Linked DNA regions of Sus scrofa: region 1 is linked to region 2. Evidence: chromatin contacts called from public Hi-C data. All regions are on one chromosome and are shown on one strand. The core of a region is the stretch at or near the end of the contact, and the rest is flanking DNA. Distances in the headings are between cores, read along the strand shown.

Region 1 (4,875 bases), core at 961-3,460, 120 kb after region 2:
GGGGTCTAGTTTTACTTATTTTCCAAATAATTAGCATATTCTTCCAATACTAGTTATGGACCAAATAATTAACCCACTAATTTAAATTGCCACCTTTATGATATTAAAAAAAAATCTCATATCTAGGTTAGTATCAGGATTCTTTTTTTTTTTCTTTTTAGGGCCACACCCAAGGGATATGGATGTACCCAGGCTTGGGGTGGAATTAGAGCTGTAGCTGCCAGCTTATGCCACAACCACAGCAACAACACTGAATCCTTAACCCACTCTGTAAGGCCAGGGATCGAACCTGTGTCCTCATAGATACTAGTCAGATTCGTTTCCACTGAGCCACAATGGGAACTCCGGGATTCTCTTTCATTCTATCTGAACAAGAAACTTCCCCGTGGGCTAGTTTTCTATGTGTTAGGGATTATAAGGAACACACATTCTCCCCAGAAGAAATAGCCCGTTCATAGGCTCATAGCCATGGGGCAAGTGTTTTTATGACATAAAAATTTTAGTGTGGTTGGAGATTTAAGTTTAAGAAAGAAAAATTATTAGGAAGTCATTAGCAAAAATCAATGAAAAAATTACTATAAATAAAACACAACTCTCTAACAAGAACTTAATATTTATCCATCTCAATTTTTGTTCATCCATACTTGGACTTATTTTAGCTCTTCATTATCTGCATAGAGGCCAATATATTTAAGTTCAGTGTTTTCTTTATACTTTTTAAAAAATTTTTTGGTCTTTTTAGGGCCACTCCTGCAGCATATGGAAGTTCCCAGGCTAGGGATCAAATCGGAGCTGCAGCTGCCAGCCTATACCACAGCCACAGCAACACCAGATCTGAGCTTCATCTGTGACCTGCACCACAGCTCACAGAAATGCTGGATCCTTAACCCACTGAGTGAGGCTGAGGTTCGAACCTGAATCCTCATGGATACCAGTCTGGTTCGTTACTTCTGAGCCACAGTAGAACTCCCTTAAGTTCCATGTTTTAAGAAGACTTTGCCTTTAACTCATGATTGTTAGCTTCTCAAAGTAATTATATGTCTGCAATTTTCCTCTCTCTCTTTGGGGAGAAGAAAGGCTGACAAAAAAAAAAAAAAAAGTTCTGAGATTTTGTTGTTTACATCTAATCTTCCAGAATTTTTCAGTTTCTTTCTTTTTTTTTTAAAGAGTCCTAGCAGAACTTAAACATAAATCATGTGACAGTGGGAGGGCAGGCATACATGCAGATAGAAATTATATGTTACAGTTTTTGTCATTAATTTTTCATCCTTAATCTTAACTTTTTTGTGAAACAAATGCAAACCTAGAACCCTGCATGCTGACATGTCCAAATATTGGCTATTACACTTAGATCTTTCCAACACAGTTATCAACACTAATTTGAATAAACAAACAAACTCCAAACCCACAACTCACTTTTTTTTTTCTTGGTTAAAAAAAAAAAAGAGTTCCTTTCATGACTCGGCGGTAACGAACTCGACTATTATCCATGAGGATGCCGGTTCGATCCCTGGCCTCGCTCAGTGGGTTAAGGATCTGGCAATGCCATGAGCTGTGGTGTAGGTTGCAGATGCTGCTTGGATCCCACACTGCTGTGGCTTTGGTGCAGGCTGGCAGCTACAGCTCCAATTCAGCCTCTAGCCTGGGAACTTCCATATGCCTTGGGTGTGGCCCTAAAACAACAAAAACAAAACAACAGAAACGGAAAAACATCGTTCTCTTTTTGCTCACTCTTTTCCTATTTCCCTCTTGTCAGGTATCCAAATAGCTGCAGGCAAGAAAAACACCTTCAAAAGTTATTTTGATATAAATCAGCATCACTTCCATGGTTTAACCATTAAAATGTAGTTAAAATGTCATACTTACTTTTAAATTGCTGATTCAGGTTCACATATCTCAGTGTAATCTGAGTTTTTCAAAAACATCATGCCACCCCATACCAAACAGACAAAAAAAAAGTTTCAGATTTACTAATAAAATGAACACGTTGTTCTACAACTCCAAAATATTTTCTGAAAGTAATTTAAGTTCCTTTTTATTTGTTGAAAGGTTGACGTTTAATGGTATTTCCTTTCCAGGTATGGTGCATAGATTCCTAGGAAAATAGCATAAGGGAAATGTGAGAGAATGCTGTTTATAATGATTGGTAGCTTCAAAGCCCTGCATTGGAACACCATGTAAATATGCCAAATTGACTGTTGCAGAAATAGACAACTTGTTGTGAAATTTTGGACATTTTCCACATCTAATGGTGCCAGACCCTGGAGGGGGTGGACATTCTGGTCCATGAGCAAGTAAACAAGTCAATAGAAAAACTGATGGTTGGAAAGACTGACCTCTGAACAATGGTATCTCTGGGCTCCTCAGAGGGTCAGCTGGGTTTGGGAAATATTTTAGTTGTCCCTGTAACATGTAACCTTGGGTGCTGATCAAAGTGCTTTGTTTTGGTACATAAAGCTCAACCTCTGAGATGGTGCCAAACATTTTGCTATCATGGCACGTGGGGTATTAGCCAACAATGCTGGCTTGAGAAATCCAAGTATTTCTCTAAAGTAGAGAATTTGCCTCTTAATTTCACCCTCCTGGTTCTGGGTAGTAAAAATTCTATGACTAGTTTCTTTCCTGAAACTACTGGGTTTTTTGTTTATTGGTTTGCTAGGCTTGGAAAAGAATTAAGGAGCAAACTTTTCAATACTGAGTTGCTTGGTGAGTCCAGGGGAGACAATGACTCTGTTGAAATAAAAAATTATAAAAAGACTCCACGAAGACCACTGCTGTGAGTCCCAAATAGTCGAGTTGCAGCTTAGGTTGAAGGTTTGGGGGTGTCTGACACTTGCTTTTCACGTTTCTATTTATAAAAGGAAGGCAAACAGGCTGTGATGTTTCTTGTTTTCTGGAAAAGTATTAGAACCTTCTTAATTATGGTAGAGTGAACATGGCAGGAAAAGGAAAAATATAATTTTAAGTATAATGGTGCATGCTGGAAACACAGATTGGCAACATATGGGGTTTTGGCATCTGGACAGAAGCCTTCGTAACCATCTGCTTCTCAGAGGTTATTTTGGCATTTTTTGCAGCAATTCCAATGATTCACAGGACTGGGCTAAGGGTGTTAGCAAGCAGCTAAAGAGGGCACAGGTACATAAAGGCAGTTACCGGGTCTACTGTCCACACATTAATTTCATTGTTGTGGGTATTGTCACTTTAAGATGGTCTATGTGCCAGTACTTCATTGTGATGGTAGCAGATGTTCCTTCATGCTAATACTTTTTTTCCCAATTTTATTCACCCAGTGACACTCATTTTTCGCCTTCAGAATTAATTTGGTATATCACCTCCCCTGGCTGTGGAGATGTGAGGAATATGTGAAGGGACTTGTGTTTTTGTGTGCTCTGCTGCTAGTGCTAAATTGTGGACCTAGTTGGTAACCTCCAATTCTCCCCGACTTTCTCATTCTACCAATGTTCCCTGGGAATTTTGGGAGTTACAGCATGGTATTTAATAATAAGTGTGATATCAAGTAATATTCTAATAAGAACTCACATGCATAGTCATTTAGCAAGGACCTTTGCGGTTAATCATAAAGTAAAACATGATGCATTATAAATTGAAAATCTGTTATCAATTTTAAAAAATTGAAGTATAATTGATTTACAATATTGTACTAGTTTCAGGTATATGGCAAAGCGATACAGTTACACATATGTATGCATGTGTGTATACATATATTTTTTCATATTCTATTGTATTATAGGTTATTACAAGATACTGATTGAATATAGTTCCCTGTGCTATACAATAGGTCCTTGTTGTTTATTTATTTATTTTATAAATGTGATGCAAGCAGAGGTTTTTTTTTTTTAATTAATTTTTTTTTCCTTTTTAGGGCTGCACATGCAGCATATGGAGGTTCCCAGACTAGGGCTCCAGTCAGAACTGTAACCGCCACCCTACGCCACAGCTCATGGTGACACCAGATCCTTAACCCACTGAGTGAGGCCAGGGATTGAACCTGCATCCTCATGGATGCTAGTCAGGTTCATTAACCGCTGAGCCATGGGAACTCCTGTTTATTTTATATATAGTAGAGTGTATATGTTAATCCCAAATTCCTAATTTATCCCTCCATTCCTCCTGTCCCCTTAGGTAACCATAAGTTTGTTTTCTATGTCTGTGGGTCTGTTTCTGTTTTGTAAATAAGTTAATTTGTATCTTTTTTTTTTAGCTTCCACATATAAGTGGTATTATATTTGTCTTTGTCTGACTTACTTCATTCAGTATGATAATTTCTTGGTCCATCCATCTTGCTGCAAATCACATTATTTCATTCTTTTTATGGCTGAGTAATATTCCATTGTATATATGCATCACATCCTCTTTATCTATTCATCTGTTGATGGACATTTAGGTTGCTTCCAGATCTTGGCTATTGTAAATAGTGCTGCTTTGAACATTGGGGTGCATATATTTTTTCAAATTCATGTTTTTATCTTTTCTGGATATATCAGTCTTTATCAATTTTGCATCATAAAATATTATTTCTTGAGCATTTGTAATGTGTCAGATAATAGGATAAATGTTTAAAACATAGGGTTGTCAAGGAGTTCCTGTCATGGCAGTGGTTAACGAATCCGACTAGGAACCATGAGGTTGTGGGTTCAATCTCTGGCCTTGCTCAGTGGGTTAAGGATCCGGTGTTGCTGTGAGCTGTGGTGTAGGTAGGTTGCAGGCACAGCTTAGATCCCACGTTGCTGTGGCTCTGGTGTAGGCCGGCGGCTATGGCTCCAATTCGACCCCTAGCCTGGGAACCTCCAAGTGCCACGGGAGCAACCCAAGAAATGGCAAAAAGACAAAAAAAAAAAAAAAAAAAAAAAA
Region 2 (5,396 bases), core at 1,759-4,258:
TGCCAGACATGGCAAGATCCATTTAACCAGAGCATATGAAAAAGAATCTTAGATGTGTACATTTTTTTGTCTTTGAGTTGTTATTGAAATCTGTATATGGCATTTTAGAGTTTTCACTTTAGAATCTCTACCACTAAGATTGTAGAGAATGTGTTAAAGATGATCTGGCCTGGTCCGTACATCTCTACTATGAATTACCTAAGTGGCCTAGAAACATTGCAAAGAAAAAAATAGCAACTGAAGTGCTTTCATGATGCATTTGGCCATGAAATTACAAGGAACCATTCCATTCAAGATAGGTTCGTGCCTAATTATAGTAGATTATGAGAAGAGAGAGCCATGAACATAGTAGAGTTTGAAGGTGACATTACTACCTGCAGGCCCCCAGTTCAAAATTCCTGCCTGCATCTGAGCCTTGCTCCGTGTTCCCTCTGCTTTCAACATCTCCTGCTCTTCTTTCAATCCCCAGTTCACTAGTTCTTGTCTTTCATAAGTTCTACACTCTCCCATCTTTCCTGACTCATTTTTCTGCTTTTTTTTTTTTTCTTAAATCATGAAGGTCCTACACCCATGGGGAGCTGCATTCTTATTCTGAGGTATTCTTGAATCCATCTTCACATATATGTATATTCTCAATTGATAGTGATTAAAACTATGATCACAATTACATAATCATATACCTTCCTTCTGACCTACACACACACCCACACACCCACACACACACATGTGAAAAAGGATCCTGTATCCCGCTACAGAGGTTGTCTGCAGTAAGTTGTACATGGCCCTAGATCTTCATGCCCAGGATGAGAATCACTTGTCAGTACCACACACTTCTGCGCTTGGGTTCTCTAATTATTTTATGTCTGTAGGGCTTGTCTCCTTGACAATGTAAGCTCCCTGAGGGAAATATTCTCAAAAAGGACATTTTTCATAGTTATCAGAGTTTGGCACATAATAATAGAAGCAAAAGGAGCATGTCTTGATATTTTACTTTCTCAGGCATCTGCCTCACAGCCACTTCACTCAGGCTCCATCTCATGCATCTCTTTCGAGGAGCCTATTTTAAGCAGAGTTGAGAAAACACACAGTACCCTTTGCTCCAAAGTGTAATTAGTATGTCTTTTTTTGAGTTATCAAAAAACACTGTTGGGAGTTCCTGTTGTGGCTCCAAGGGTTAAGAACCCAACATAGTGTCTAGGAGGATGCGAGTTTGGTCCCTGGCCTTGCTCAGTGGGTTGAGGATCCAGCGTTGCCATAAGCTGTGGGGTAAGTCACAGATGTGGCTCATATCTGGCATGGCTGTAGTGTAGGCCAGCAGCTGCAGCTCCAATTCAACCCCAAGCCCTGGAACTTCCATATGCTGAAGGTGCAGCCCTAAAAAAAAAAAAAAAAAAAAAAAAAATCAACACTGTAGTCAGTTAATGTAAGTAAATTGTGTGTGTGTGTGCTTATGTGTGTATGTGTAGTTTTAGTATATTAAAGTTCAGAAAGACAAGATTATAAATCACCTATCTTTATTAAAATGCAAACATGCCCACTACTTCAGTGCCATCACTAACAGTAGTAATGATCTGGACCAACGGATGGTAAAAAGTCCTGGCATCAACAGAATGGCTTTTGCCACTCCTGCAGAGGAGGGCAGATGAGCACAGAGGACAAGCCTTTTTAAAATATGAACATGGTTTAATAATAGTGAAACTTAAAAAAGTGGTAAAATTAACAACGTATATTGGTTCAAGACTTTTTTCCCAATCATGGTAGACATTTATCAATGCAAAACTTGTAGTGTCTCTATTGTATACTCTGAATCCTTCTTCCTATTCAGCATGAAACATGATGCAGTCAGAAGTTTCTTTGGCAGACACTATCACGTGCATTGATATGTCAACCTCAAAGCATTTTCTCCCTTAAACTCACCTGACCAAAGGTATCATCAAAAGACAAAAATGGCCTGTCTGGGGTCCATACCCCTGCTTTCTTACCGCTTCCTTTGCATGCTTGTGAGAGCTTGACTAAGCCATTGGGGTCACCCATCCCCTCATGGAATAATAACTATACCTTCCTGCCAGGGTTGTCATGAGCATTAAGTGGGTTCACACATCTAAACACCAAGAGCAGTGTCTGCACAGTGTAAACACCCCGTTCAATCTTAAATATTTTGTATTATCTTCTTTCTCTGAGTTTCAGCTTCTAGAGGACAGTACCTGTAAGATTCAAAGAGATTGGATGAGATCAACATGGGGGAGTGTTTGTAATGTGTAAAGAGCTATACAAATAGAAGATGCTATACCTTTTAAAGTGCCACTTATTATTTTTTTTAATGGCCACATTCATGGCATATGGAAGTTCCTGGGCTAGAGATCAAATCCAAGCCACAGCTGCGACCTATGTCACAGCTGCAGCAGCACGGGATCCTTAACCCACTAGGCTGGGCCGGGGAATGGAACCTGCATTGCTACAGAGACAACACTGGATCCTTAACCAGATGTGCCACAGTGGGAACTCCTAAAGTGCCACTTTGAAACAGAGTACTGATTTCTGTGCTTCTTGAAGTTTCTCCCCAAATTCTGAGTTTTCTGCTTGTGTGATTTGATTGCAGAATTATGTTGGATATTACTTCAGACACTATTTCGAAGTAAGAGATATCAGACCAGACCTTTGAAAATTAATTGGAAGGACAAGGTGGAGCATGAAGGAAGGAAAGGAAGTGAAGCAATGAGATATGCTGGGGAAAGGTTGAAATCATTGAAGGAGCAAAACTGGAAAGTGATCAGCAGCGCAGCTCATACGACTGCTGCTTTCATGACAAAACTGTGAAAGTCTGAGTCTCCTGACAGACGAGGTGCCTGAGTTACAGGCACTGCCTGGTCCCAGACAAAACCAATTGCTGCTTTCAGTAACACCTCCCACCCTTGACGTCACCCCCTGCTGCCGCAGGAGCTGTCAGGGTCCACAGAGAGTGCCCCTCGGTGTGCAGGACATTGTTGTCTCATTTCACACAGAGGCTTGTTTTGGTTCTCTGCCACTTGACCTCTAATTCAATGAACTGATCCATGTCGATGTGTACACGACCTTACTATATCTGTGTCATTGGAAATTGCTTAAGGCAGGGCACAAGGATTACCTGCAGTGGTGAAATACTTACACCTTAGCTCACTGCCTATCTTTAAAATAGGCTGGGCTCAGGCAATCTCTGGTACCTAAATGAAGAAAGCTAAATGTAAGGATGAAGCTTCTCTTTTCTCCTCTGCAGCCGTATAGGTTCTATTGCTTTGTGTTCTTACCCTCCACCTGTAGGTTCAGTCCTAGGACCCTGTTTGTTAGCCCTTTTCTCCTTCCTCCCTCTTTCTTCCCTCCATCTTTCTGCAAATATTTTCAAGTGCCAGTTCTTTGTCAAGTAGCTGGGATTCAGCAGTCCCCATCCTCATGGAGCTGACTTCCAGTCTTTAGGATAAAATCAGGCTATAGGAAGTAGAGGTTTCATCACTTTTACTAAAACATTGTTTTTAAAAGTATAGGTCTTGGAGTTCCCATCGTGGCTCAGAGGTAACAAACCCAACTGGTATCCATGAGGATGTGGGTTTGATCCCTGGCCTCGCCCAGAGTGTTAAGAATCCGGCATTGCCGTGAGCTGTGATGTAGGTCACAGACGTGGCTCTGATCTGAGCTTGTTGTGGCTGTGGTGTAGGTTGGCACCTGCAGCTCTGATTCGCCCCCAGGCCGGGGAACTTCCATGCTGTGGGTGCAGCCCTAAAAAGTAATCAATCAATCATTCACTCAATCAATAAAAGTTCAACTCTAGTTGGGAAGTATTTCATTGTATGACTGTACCACAGTTTAAGCACATCACCCATTGATGGACATTTAAGCATCCCTCCCAGTTTTTTGCTATTAAAAAGAATGAACAGAGGGGGAGAGAGATGTGAAGGAATGGTCTGGGACTCTGAGTCTCACCGCTTGTGTTCTTCTGCCAAATGTTATTTTGTGCCTTGTTTTCTATCTTGTTGGGCTAACTTGGCTACTGTTTTGCTCCTATAACAAAGTTTTCCTTAAACTGCAAGAGTCAACATTGAGTGGCATGCAGGGATAGAGCTTTGATTCCTGCTTGACCTACCTGGGAAACGACTCCTCATGCTCCAGGCACTTTGCCTTGTTGGGTGTGATTCAAAACAGCTGTTTGATGGTCTGCTTGCTAGCATACTGATACCCTCCTCCCCTGCTTGCTGGCATAGTCGGAAGTCTGGGACTGAACATTGGGTTTGTGATGTCACATTGGACCTCTAGTATTGGCAACCAGTGCAGTTCTTTCCAAACCCAAAAGTTTTGGTTTTATTTTTTCTGAATCATTTTTATTTGGAAACATTCTCAAACTTACCAAAAAGATACAAGTACAATAAAAGAACTTGGTTTTTGCAGAACTATTCGAAGGTAAGTTGTCAATCTGACGCTTCATCACCTCCAAACACCTCAGAATATAAATCCCACAGTCAATAACATCCTCACAGATAGCTGTGATACAACCATCAAATTCAGGAAGTTAACATCGATGTATTGTTAATATTTAATGCTGAGATCCCATTCGAGTTTCTTCAGTTGTTCCAATAATGTAATTATGGCAAAAAGGATCAGTTCAGGCTCAGGTGTTGAATTAAGGTGTCATGTCTTTTTAGTTTCTTTCGGTCTGGAATAGTTTCCAGTCTTCCCTCGAATTTCATAGCTTTATTATTTGAAGACTGCAAGTCAGTTACTCTGTAGAATACCCCTTAATGTGGGTTTTGCTTTTTTTTTTTTTTTAAATGGTGAGATGCAGACATCTTTGACAGGGCTCTCTCGGATGTGATACTGTGTTCTTCTCATTACATTCTACCAGGAGGCGCATGATTTCAAATTGTCCTATGTCTGGCGATCTTCGCTTTGATCACTTGATTAAGTATCTTGATTGTTATCTGCCAGTTTTCCCCATTGTAAAATTATTCTTTCTTCCTTGCAATTAATAAGTAATTTTTGCAAAGGTAATTTGAGACTATTTTTTTCTTATCAAATTTTATATATATATAGCTTTGAACTCATGGATTCCTGTTTTATTTAATGGGTTATCTTCCATGACTGTTATTATTTGGTTCCTGAAATGTCCCAGGTGAGATCAAGGGGAGCCCCTTCAAATTCATAGTTAAAACTCCTAACCTCTACTCTGAATTGCCCTCCTCTCTCTAAGTGTTAACACATTCATTATGCAGTTTGTATATTCTTCCATTAGCAGATCTAGCTAAGTGTGCTTTGTCACCACTGAAAACTTTTATTAATTTCCATCCCAGAAAACTTGGGTAGATTACTGCAATCAGGCACTGAATGTCAGAGTATCCATACATTTTGCTCATATCAATGTTTATTCCTGC

The links. Hi-C and Micro-C count contacts between places; a contact is called where the count stands out from the background.
Region 1: a Hi-C map of liver shows a contact between it and region 2, with 19 times the contacts expected there. The contact joins two enhancer-like sites. A contact is called at or near these places in 1 of 5 promoter capture datasets (liver) and 5 of 47 Hi-C or Micro-C datasets (liver and skeletal muscle).

Annotation. Positions count from the first base shown.
Region 1 is chr13:84,866,836-84,871,710 of Sscrofa11.1, forward strand. No RefSeq gene overlaps it. Among named protein-coding and RNA genes, the nearest start is that of SLC9A9, 230 kb to the left of the region's middle. Within about 2 kb of position 2,211, at least 7 of the 83 cell types and tissues checked have an H3K27ac peak or open chromatin away from gene starts, as enhancers often do. A contact at or near this core is called in liver, where this site is marked.
Region 2 is chr13:84,750,618-84,756,013 of Sscrofa11.1, forward strand. No RefSeq gene overlaps it. Among named protein-coding and RNA genes, the nearest start is that of SLC9A9, 120 kb to the left of the region's middle. Within about 2 kb of position 3,009, at least 2 of the 83 cell types and tissues checked have an H3K27ac peak or open chromatin away from gene starts, as enhancers often do. A contact at or near this core is called in liver, where this site is marked.